2 separate regions of the Rattus norvegicus genome follow, and region 2 is linked to region 1. Evidence: chromatin contacts called from public Hi-C data. All regions are on one chromosome and are shown on one strand. The core of a region is the stretch at or near the end of the contact, and the rest is flanking DNA. Distances in the headings are between cores, read along the strand shown.

Region 1 (5,776 bases), core at 2,225-4,724:
GTTATAGCACTCTCCCCTGCCTCTGTGGGCATCAGGCATTCTTGTACCGCACAGACAGACATGCAGCAAAATTCCCATTCCCGTAAGATAATTTTTGCCATTGGTGGCACATGTCTTTCATTCCAGCATTCAGGAGGTAGAAGCAGGCAAAACTCTTGAGTTCAAGGCCACAGAGAAAAGAAACCTTGTCTCCATCCATCCATCCATCCATCCATCCATCCATCCATCCATCCACCCACCCATCCAAGACAAGGCCTCTTATGTAGCCCTGGCTGTACTGGAACTCACTATTTTGACCAGATTGGCCTTAAAACCATAGAGATCTACTTCTCTCTATTGGGATTAAAGGTGCATGTGCCACCATTTACAGGATTTGAAAAAAAAAATACACCATTCCTTTCTGATGGGATTTTTGGACTCTGTTTTGCTGATTCTCATGCAGTGTACCATCTCAAGTTTGTCCCAGTCAGAGGTCACAGTCATGGGTAGTATCTGTTTGGGGTGCTGCTTGTTTTGGGGTCTTTGAGGTAGGCTTTCACTCTGTAGTACAGGCTTACCTCAGATTTGTGCTGATGGCTTCAGACTCTCCGTGCTAGATCTGTAGGCATGTGCCGCCATGTGTAGTCTCACCTTGGCTTTTACCAGTGAGTGACCAGTGAGTGAAGCAACTCTGTCTTTGGAAGACACCTACATAGAAAGGTGTTTTATAGAGTGGAACTTGTCAGGTATTTTATTTTACTTGAGCTCCTACTTGATTTAATACTTCGTTGGCTGCTAGGGTTGGTTTTAGGGAAGTAGGAGTCTTGTCTCCCAGAGCCTTGGGCTACTACGTACGTGGCTGCCTAGTGACTCAGCTGTGACATTCACCTCCCTCTGGGGTTCAGTTATCTCAGTTGAAGGATGTCCTCAGGCAGAGGAGATGGTGTGATAGTCCATCCAGCTGGGTGGCCCGGGCTTCCTGGTGCCCTTTCGACTCCTTGCCTGTGGAATTCCTACTCACACTGTGCTGTCCTGCTGTCCTTTACTTCTTGTTTTAGTGCTGGAGATGGAACTCACAGTTTCTTTCATGCCAGGCATGTCCTGTACCAGTGAACTGCACTCCCTTGCCTGCACAGCCTCTTTTCTTTCTCCTTTTAAAAACATGTGGTTTTTTTTTTTTTTTGTTTGTTTGTTTTTTTTTTTTTTTTTTTTTTTTGGTTCTTTTTTTTTGGAGCTGGGGACCGAACCCAGGGCCTTGCGCTTGCTAGGCAAGCGCTCTACCACTGAGCTCAATCCCCAACCCCTAAAAAAAAACATGTGTTTAACCAGTGGTGGTGCTGGTGACTTTAATCCAACTTCAATCACAGCACTTGGGAATCAGAAGCAGGCGGACGGATGGATCTCTGGGAGTTTGAGGCCAGCTTGGTTAAATGGTTAACATGGTTCTAGGATAGGCAGGTCTACATGGTGAGACCGTGTGTGTTTGTGTGTGTGTGTGTGTGTGTGTATGTGTGTGTGTGTGCGCGCGTGTGTGTTCTCCTTGCCTGTGCAGAAGTGTACACAGTACATCTGTAAGTGAGAGGATAGTTTTTTTTGTTTTTTGTTTTTTTTTTTTTTTTTTTTTTTTGGTTCTTTTTTTTTTGGAGCTGGGGACCGAACCCAGGGCCTTGCGCTTCCTAGGCAAGCGTTCTACCACTGAGCTAAATCCCCAGCCCCGAGAGGATAGTTTTTGTAGCAGTCATTGTTGTACTATCACTTGGGCCCTGCCTATAAAACTCAGTTGGTCAAGCATGACTGCATGTGCTGAGCCATTTCCCCAGCCTGAGCCTCTTCTCTAAACAGAGCACATGGCCCAGGAACACCCCGTATCTTTAGTTACAGTCACAGACGAGGATGCCCATGGTATCGGTGCTGGGCTTCAGCTTGTAGGCCCACACAGTCACCAGCTTTTGGACTTGCTGACTTGGGAAATGTGTCGTCTTCCTTTGGAGGCTTTGTCTTCCATCTGCCGCAGGTCCCTGAGTATTTGTTATGAGCGCAGGTCCCTGAGTACTTGTTATGAGCGCAGGTCCCTGGGCTTCCTAAGAAGTGGGAAGCTCATGCTCTAGCCAGGCCATCTCATACCGAAGCGTGCTACATCTCCAGGGACCACATCACCCAGGAACTCTTGGGTGGGTGGTTAAAGGTGCTTGTCGGTAAGCCTAACGTCTTGAGTTTGATCCCAGGGAGCCAAGTGTTTGAAGGAGAGAACCAGCTTCCACAAGTTGTCATCTTATATCCATATATATGCTGTGGCCTGCTCATGTGCCCCTCCCTATGAAATGAATGAATGAATCTAAGAAGGATGTAGATTCTCAGTGGCATGTGTATAGTGGGCCTTAGTACCTATGTTCCAAAGACTCACAGCACTGCCGCTGCTGCTCCTCACCATACTCAGGAGCAGGAAGATGGAGGAGAGGCATGGCGAGACGGTGGGTGGCGCTCAACTTGCCCTGTCCTGCCTCCTGCATTCTCACCCCATACAGGGTTGTGCTTTTGAGACAAGGCCTCACTGTAGCCCTGATTGTCCTGGGCCTCCGAGAGACCTCCGTGCCTTTGCTGTTCCTTGTGCTGGCATCAAAGGCATGCACCTGGCCCCTGAAGTCCCACTTTTACATGGTCTAGGGGAAATCTTTTTCCCTTGATTTTGCTTTGTTTGTTAGCTCCTGTTGTATTGCAAGTAATGTTTTTGTTTAAATAATAACTCATTATGAGCTCAAATTATTATTTCATTGCAAGGGGATTCATCTGTCCTCAACTAGAGTGGCTTAGAATTGGAGCTCACCAGGGCAGATGTAGCAGGGAATATCCTCATTCTAGCTCTTGTTGGCTCTCATGACAGGGGATGAACAGGTGGGGCTGTGCTTTTGAGGGCACAGAGTCTGGTGTGATGGTGCTATATTGTGCATCTCTCCAGACCTGCCTTGTGGCATCCCGCCCTCTGTGCTTTCTTATCGTGATGGTTACCTATAGTGATGGTTACCTATAGTGATGGTTACTTGCCTAGGGAGTAGCATGCTTGGGCAGGTGGTCTGGATCCAGGCAGTTCTCAGCTTTGAGTAGACAACAAGAAGTTTTAATAGGGCCCTCAAACATTTCAGGATAGACTAGGAAAAGCTTCATTCATTCTCCTCTATGTGCTATAGAGCTGCTTTTAGAGTTGGAAGAGGAGGAGGAGGAGGAAGAAGAGTCTAGTCTTGGTCTCTGATCACATCACCTATGTTCTTAGTAGAAGCTGAGAATTGCATTTCGTAGAAACTGGCAAGAAGAGGGCTGGGCTCTTGGCATTTGAAGTGCCTATTGCTTTCCAGGATGATGGTTTGGGAGAGAGCCAGGCGTGGCTGGCTAGCATCCAGGTCTGGGCTAAATAATTTGGCTGGGCTTGCCCAGAGCAATGAGCCCCACCCGCTATCAAGTCCAAACCTAAAGGGCAGGAGGTCACCATATCTGGCTAGGAATATTAGAGAAGTAGCAAGCCCTGCCCAGCTCTAATGCTGGCTAGATGGCAGCTCACTTTCCCCTCCTGGTGGAGGTAATAGACCTGTACCCTCACAGTGAGGAGGTTAGAGCATTAGAGCAGGCAGGTGGTGGGGAAGTGGTGTTTTGTTTTGTGATGCTGGGTTTGAACCCAGGGCCTAACATAAGCCCAGCAAGCACCCTACCAGTGAGGTAGATTTCAAGGCCGCCAGAGTGGGAGGGAAAGGAGCCCAGTTTCCCAAACAGCTCTATAGTTAGAGGGCCTTTCTGAGAGAGGAAGGTTAACCACAGCCCCCTCCCAAGTCAGGTTTTAGATCCTCACTGTTACCTATGTATGCTTTTCTGTGGGCAAGTTGCTTAACCCCCAAGGAGCCTTATCTGCAGCTGGAGGTAGAGATAATGGTACTCATAAGCCTGTGGCAGACCTGTTCAGTCACTGCACAGCCCCCCCCCCCCCCCCCCCCCCCCGTCTTACTTGGGCAGAGGCAACTTGTAGGGACTGTGGTAGAAGGCCAGGGTTTCATAGAGGAGTCAGGACAGGTCAGAATTGGATGGAATCTTTTTTTTTTTTTTTTTTTTTTTTTTTTTTTTTGGTTCTTTTTTTGGAGCTGGGGACTGAACCCAGGGCCTTGCGCTTCCTAGGCAAGTGCTCTACCACTGAGCTAAATCCCCAACCCCAGTTGGATGGAATCTTAAGTTTGTGACTGTGTCTGCCATAGTTAGGCCCTGGCCTGGGCATTGGGAATCTTCTAGATCCTCAGTTGCTTGGTCTCTTTCAGAAAGTCCATGTGGGGTGAGCCCAGACGTGGCTCTAGTTGGATGTGCTTAAATCTCTGGGGTATGGAAGGTACCTAGTGGTTGTGACTTGTTCATCAGTGTTCCTGTCTCACCCAGGCCCTCTCACCTGGTCATGGCACTTGGGATGACGGATGTGGTGGAAGAAACTCCTTGGGGTGAGCCAGGCAGGAGCTTTCTCAGTCCACAAGTATGCCTACTTAGCAGTCAGTGGCTGCCAAGGGGAAGGCAGGATGTGAGGGTTTGCCCCCTTTCCTGGCCTTTCCCCTTTTCACCAGGCCTCCTGGCTGGGTGTAAAGCAGAGGAATTCCAGTCCAGGTGCCCTGGGATGCCTCCAGGAGGGTTCATTCCTGCCTGAGGGGATCAGGCATTGAGTAGAAAGGGTGAGGAGTATCATGTGGCTTGAAACCACACCCTGAGTCTGGGCCTCTCTCTGTGGGCCTGGAGTCCTCTTATCCTAGAAGCTGGGCTAGCAGCCTGGTGTGTAAAGGGAGTCACAAGAGGCTCCATAACCAGACCAGTACTGACCGTGAGCCTCTGGAGACCGAAGCATTAGGAAAGGTGGGTGTCTGGGCTGATTTTGGGCGTACTTTTTGGAAGGGGTACAGTGGAGACTTTCTCAGTTTTCTACTTAAGCAAGAATCACTTTTATCTTAAAATCTTTCTCAATTCTTAAGACTGGGCCATAATAATGCTGTCCTGTCCCATTGTAGGGAACAGAGAAGAGAAGCCTTCACTGTCCTTGAGGCTTCCTGGACACTAGCTTTCTCAGCAGGATTCTGGAGTCAGGAGGTGGTGGTACAGACAGTGGGAAGCCGGACCCTGTCTTCTGTCATTTTCATTAGCCACTTGAATGCAGTGTGTTTAGGCAGGGAAGTGGGGTTACTGAATACTGAGATTGTGGGTACGTGGGGGAAGGGAGGGTCTCCCTGAAGAACTGTGTTGTGTTGTGTTGTTGCTTTGACTGTCTCTGGAGAGACACCAGCAGTGGTGCCCAGTGAGAGAGGAGCCAGGAGTGACAAGAGTCTGTGTCGCTGTGTGCCCATTCTGCCCATGCAAGCCCGCACTGACTTATGTTGTTTGCCTTTTGTAGAACTTGATGTGAGTGACTTCGTCAGCCTTGAACACAGAGATCAGGATTTGGCAAGTGCTGTGGCAAAAGGCTAGTTTAGGCTGAGGTGTCTGGCTGCCTAACTTGGGTTTAATGGCTCGCTGGTTCATTTTGCCAGTTTTCTTGACTGTTCGTCTCTGTCCATTGCCCTCGTGGGTGACCAGCTCGTGAGAAACTCGGAGCTCCAGAGCTGGTTCTTTGTTCTGTGTGACCTTTGGGTTGATGAGCCTGCTCTGAAATGGGAGCTGCTTCTAGGGCTGGAGACACAGCTGAGCCTGAAGCTGAGGACTGAGGCCTCTCAGCCTAAGGTCTATACTCCAGATCTGGTCACATTCCTGAGGACCTGTCCTCTGGCGCTAGGGATGGTGTGGGGGA
Region 2 (5,776 bases), core at 1,933-4,432, 41 kb before region 1:
AAACCACATGGTGGCTCACACCTGTCTGTGACTCTAGTCCTAGGAGATCTGACACCTTCACACAGACATATATGTAGGCAACAACACACATAAAATAAAAATAAACAAATCATTTAAAAAAAAGAGCAGGGTTTGAGACAGGTCTGGGGAGTACACCTATGATCTCAGCTGCCATAGCCTGAGGCAGAGAGACCACTACTAGTGCAAGGCCAGCCTGGGCAGGTTAGCAAGATCCTGACTCAAATACAAGTTTAAAAAGGAGCTGGGTGTGGTGGCATGCACAGCCCTTTAATTCCACTTGGGAGGCAGAGGCAAGTTGATCTGTGTGGGTTTGAGCCCAGCCTGGTCTACATAGAAACTGACATAGAAAGACCCTGTCTCCAAAACAAAAAAGGCCACCACCACCACCACCCAAAACAGACATTCAAGCATGGTGCTGCACACCTTTATTCCAGCACTTGGAAGGCAGAGAGGCAAGGTCTCTGTGAGTTCTAAGATACTGACCCAGCCAGCTCAATCAGTCAACAGATTCTCCAGGGCAGGAGTGAGGATTAAAAGGAAAAAGACGGGGGCTGGAGAGATGGCTCAGCGGTTTAGAGCACCCGACTACTCTTCCAGAGGTCCTGAGTTCAATTCCCAGCAACCACATGGTGGCTCACAACCATCTGTAAAGAGATCTGATGCCCTCTTCTGGTGTATCTGAAGATAGTTACAGTGTACTTATACATAATAAATTAATAAATCTTTAAAAAAAAAAAGCCTTTAAAAGGAAAAAGACAGTTAGAGTAGACAACATTGTAGCATGGCCCCAGCCAGTTCTGAGGCTAAAGCAGGTTTCTTTCTTCCCAATCTACTTTTTTTAAAAAATGTATTTATTTATTATCTATGAGTACACTGTAGCTATCTTCAGACACACCAGAAGAGGGCATCAGATCTTATTACAGTTGGTTGTGAGCCACCATGTGGTTGCTGGGACTTGAACTCAGGACCTCGGGAAGAGCAGTCAGTGCTCTTAACCACTGAGCCATCTCTCCAGCCCCCCAATCTACTTTTATACCGTTTTAATTACATGCAAGTAATAAGGTCAGTTTTAGGTTGAGAAACAAGTAAGACAATAAACACAAATAGTCAAAGAACGAGCAAAGCAATAAACAAAGTCATGTGATCAGTTTCTAAGGGATTATCAGAATGACAAAGATATCTGAGCCTACTTCCCTGTCCTAGCGCAAAGTCATATTCTTGCCTGACGCCTACTTCTTCTGACCCAATGTCAATTCCTGCCTGAACTTGCTGCTTCTTCTTTTTTTTTTTTAAATTTTTCTCTCTTTTTTTGAATTTTTTTATTATGTATACATCATACAGCTTTCTGCCTGAATGTACGCCTGCAGCCCAGAAGAGGGCAACGGATCTCAATACGGATGGTTGTGAGCCACCATGTGGTTGCTGGGAATTGAACTCAGGACCTCTGGAAGAGCAGACAGTGCTCTTAACCTCTGAGCCATCTCTCCAGCCCCTGAAATTGCTTCTTTGTTCTAGTCTAAAATCAGATTTCTGCCTGAGCTTACTTCCTTGTCATGGCACAATATCAAATTTCTGCCAAGTGGCCCCAAAAGCTCTCCATAGGATCCCTTGGTAGACATTAGTTCTAGGCCGCCCAGAGCTACAGACTGTGCTACATATTTCTTTTAAAAAAATGTTTTTGGGGAGCTGGAGAGATGGCTCAGGGGTTATGGGTGCTTTACTGATCTTGCAGAGAATATGGGTTTGGTTCCTGGCACCCACATAGCCACTAAAAACCAGCTGTGGCTCCAATTCCAGGATACTCTCTTCTGACCTCAAAGATCACCAGACATACATGCAGTGCACATAAACTCAGGTAGGCACAAACACATAAATGAACAAAATAACAAAACTTAAATTTTTTGTTTTTTGGCTTTTGTTGTTGTTGTTGTTGTTGTTGTTGCTTTTCAAGACAGGTTTTTGTAAGTAGTCTTTGTTAGGACCAATGTTGGGGTTTAAATCTCAGCTCGTGCGGGATAAAGCTCACCAAGCTAACACGGTTCCATGCGAAGGGGTTTAATGAGAGGAGAGGAGAGGAGAGGAGAGGAGAGGAGAGGAGAGGAGAGGAGAGGAGAGGAGAGGAGAGGAGAGGAAAGGCTGGCCAGCCATGAGCACGTGGAGGGAAGGTGGGGGATGAGGAGAGAACGGACAGGGACAAAGAGGGCAAGAGAAGAGGAAGAAGGAGGGCAAGAGAGAGTAAGAGGGAGAGGAGGGGACAAGCAGCCCCCCTTTATAGTCAGGCACAGCTGGCTGTTGCCAGGTAACTGTGGGGTGGAGCATACCTGACTGTTGCCAGGTAGCTGTGGGGGTGGGGCTTAGACAGAATCCCAACAGTCTTGGCTGTCCTGGGGCTCACTCTGTAGACCAGGCTGGCCTAGAAATCAGAGTTCTGCCTACCTTTTGAATGGTGGGATTAAAGAGATGTACCACCACTGCCCAGCTTAACATCCTAAATTTTTAAAAGGGCTGAGAACTGATATCGAATAACGTACTTGCCTGTCACTTACTATATGCGACCCTGGGCTCAGTCTCTAGTACTAAACACACACAGGGAAAAGGAGAGAGAGACAGAGAGATAGAATATGAATCTCAGCGGTATAAAATTTGCCTAGCATGTTTGAGGTGGGTGCAATCAATCCTCAGTTATTGCCACCTTGCTAATTTAAAAAGGCTCAGATGCAAGACATGTTGATCAACTCCTGCAATCCAGGCACTGGGGAAGCAGAGGCAGGTGGATCTCTGATTTTGATGCCAGCCTGACACACACACACACACACACACACACACACACACACACACACACACGGGAAAAAAAAAAACCCTGTCTTAAACAAACAAAAATGTTTCAGTTGATATAGGAAAAGGCTAAGCATGTTGGGGTCCTTGGAAGAGTAGGCACAGAGGAGTTATAGCCACACTGGGTCAGAGCTCAACCACAAATTTAAGCAGATCTTGTAATAGTTCTCTGTTGCCTAATTTAAAAACTCGACCAGAAACCCTAGTAGGCCAGGTGAGATCTGACCACAATCCATTTTTACCCAGTCCAGGAGCAGCGATCGTCTAGCAACCCTGCTGGGGATCTAATTCTGGAAAGAATTGCACACTGCCAGGGAGAGAGTGGAATGGGTCACAAAAGCCCTAAAGCAGGTATGTGTGAGCTCAGAAATATGTCCAGGGTGTCAGGGGAACTTCCGAGGCTAGTTTGAAAGGGGTCTCAAAAGTCTAGGAAGAGGCAAAAGGCGCTCAGTCTGTGGAGAGGCGGCAGGTTATAAGGGAGATCACCCCCAAGGCGGAAGAGGCGCGCGGAGGGCACCTAGGGGCGCCGGAAGGGGCGCGTGGGGCGGTTGGCAGCGGCCGGGGGCGGAGGCCGTTGGCTAACTGGCCTACCAATACCAAGCTATCTCTGGCTTCTTGCCGGGCTGCGGCCACAATGACAAAGGATTCACCCACCCCCTTGGGTGGTGGCCGCGCGTCGCCCAAGAAGCCAGGCAGCCCCGGCCCAGCGGCCGCAGTGCTGGAGGAGCAGAGGCGAGAGCTAGAAAAACTGCGGGCAGAGCTGGAGGGCGAGCGCGCGCGCGGCCGGTCGGAACGGAGGCGTTTCGCTACCCAGACGCGCCAGCTGCGGGAGGCGGCCGAGCAGGAGCGGCAGCAGCTGGCTGACCATCTGCGCTCCAAGTGGGAGGCACGACGCCTCCGGGAGCTGCGGCAGCTGCAGGAGGAGGTGCAGCGCGAGCGCGAGGCCGAGATCCGGCAGCTGCTGCGCTGGAAGGAGGCAGAGTTGCGGCAGCTGCAGCAGTTGCTACACCAGGAGCGCGATGTTGTATTGCGCCAGGCTCGGGAGCTTCAGCGCCAGCTGGCCCAGGAGCTGGTGAACCGCGGTTACTGCAGCCGCTCGGGGGCATCCGAAGCCTCCGCGGCGCAATGCCGCTGCCGCCTGCAGGAAGTGCTGGCGCTGCTGCGCTGGGAGACCGATGGAGAACAAGCCGCGCGCATCCGCCACCTGCAGGCGGCGCTAGACGTGGAGCGCCAGCTATTCCTTAAATACATCCTAGAGCACTTCCGCTGGCAGCCGGCTTTACCAGGACCCGCGGATCCCCAAACCACGCATTCCTTGGAAGAGCCACCCTTAGAAGCCCAGAGCAATACTGATGGCACCCCAAAGCCTGCTCGTCGACTCGGATCCCTCGAAAGCCTGAACACTGGTGTCCGGGTTCACTCTCCAAACGACCTGCTGCCCACGCGTGCCAGCTCCCTCGAATCCTTGGCAACAGCACATTCCTGCTCACTGGACAACACACTGAATTGCCCCGAGACTTCTGAATCCGAGGTAAGGGCCCCTTCGACCACTGCCTCTATTCCAGACACCTCCAGTCCTCAGCCGCCGCCTCAGCTACCATCAAAACATAGGAAACCTAATGACCTGCAGAAAGAAAGCTCTGAGAACAAGCCCTGCGAAGACTCGACCTCTTCATCTCCAGGTCTGGACTACCACGAACTGGTGAGGCAGAACTCGGAGCTGGCAGAGGCCTTACAGGTGCTAGTTCGCCGCTGCTGTGACCTACGCGAAGAAAACTTGCAGCTGCGGCGCACAGGCTTCTCTGAGGAGGCGGGAGAGAAAGTGAAATGGCTTAAGGTGAAGCACGCAGAGCTGACCGATCTCGCTCAGCGCCTTGAAGATAGGGCCCGCAAGCTGCAGGAGACCAACCTGAGGGCCATGAGTGCTCCAATGCCAGGTGAGAGCCTCGAAGGTCTGGATCTGGGCCAAGTGTTTACCTGCCAGCGTGCTCAGGACCTGTCAGAACAGGCTGGCGCGCTGCAAGCCAAGGACCTGCAGATCGAAGCTTTGAGGCGGGAGTGCCACCTGCTACAGGCGCGTATCGCCGCGGACCTTGGCAGCTCCTCGCATCCTGAAGAGGGCGCCACCTGCGCGCAATGGTGCAACATCAGTGACTTGGACCGGCTTCAGCGTGAGTCTCAGCGGGAAGTGCTGCGCCTACAAAGACAGTTGACTCTACATCAAAGTAAAGCTGGCGCCTGGGCGGACACAGGCAGCCCCAGCGCACCCTCGGAGATAGCTCGGCACCAGGTGCAGGCTCTGGAACGCGAGCTGGGTTTACAGCGGCGGGAATGCGAGGAACTGAGTGTTCAGGCAGCTGCTGCTGAGCGGCGCTACGAGGAGACAGAGGCACAACTGCAAGCCGCGCTGCATAAGGGCGCCAGGCTGTCAGAGGAGAACGCGCGGTTGCAGGCCCTGGCCAACTGGATGAAGAAAATGGCAGATGAGAACAGCAATGTTTCCCGGCAGCAAAGTCACGCGAGGCAGAGGCAGGAACTCGAAGCCACTGGCCTGCTGGCTGAGCAGCTGCTGCAACAAGAGGGATATGCGCAAGACAGGCGGCAGCAGCTGCAGCAGTACCAGAATAAAACCCCAAGTGACCTTAGGATTTCTGGGAAAGAGATGCAGGGGTTGCAGTTTCAGCCTGGCCACCCGTCAGAGTCATCAGAGACCACCCAAGCTTCAGAGTCCCAAGTCAGAGATAGCAGGAGACTGAAGTTCAAGACAAAATCCGAAGAATATATATTGCCACTGCCTACCAGGGACATACAACCTCCTGCTTGTCTCTCCCAGCAGGAGAACCCAGTTGCCCTTGGGGAGCCAGCTGCTGCCTCCCAAGTGTCAGACAGAAACCCATCCAGTCAGTCTCTGGACTCCAAG

What was found. Hi-C and Micro-C count contacts between places; a contact is called where the count stands out from the background.
Region 2: a contact with region 1 is called in a Hi-C map of hepatocytes, with 2.0 times the contacts expected there. The contact joins the promoter of Rimbp3 here to the enhancer-like site in region 1. A contact is called at or near these places in 6 of 12 Hi-C or Micro-C datasets (the A7r5 cell line, frontal cortex, hepatocytes and 3 more).

The regions. Positions count from the first base shown.
Region 1 is chr11:97,250,514-97,256,289 of GRCr8, reverse strand. The region is part of intron 1 of Hic2 (HIC ZBTB transcriptional repressor 2); the gene reads left to right. Among named protein-coding and RNA genes, the nearest start is that of Hic2, 18 kb to the left of the region's middle. Within about 2 kb of position 3,474, at least 8 of the 93 cell types and tissues checked have an H3K27ac peak or open chromatin away from gene starts, as enhancers often do. A contact at or near this core is called in hepatocytes, where this site is marked.
Region 2 is chr11:97,291,022-97,296,797 of GRCr8, reverse strand. Rimbp3 (RIMS binding protein 3) reads left to right here and starts at 3,182. Exons shown (of 1, transcript NM_001408780.1): 1 at 3,182-5,776. The coding sequence starts at 3,491. It also overlaps a transcript of Hic2 not described here.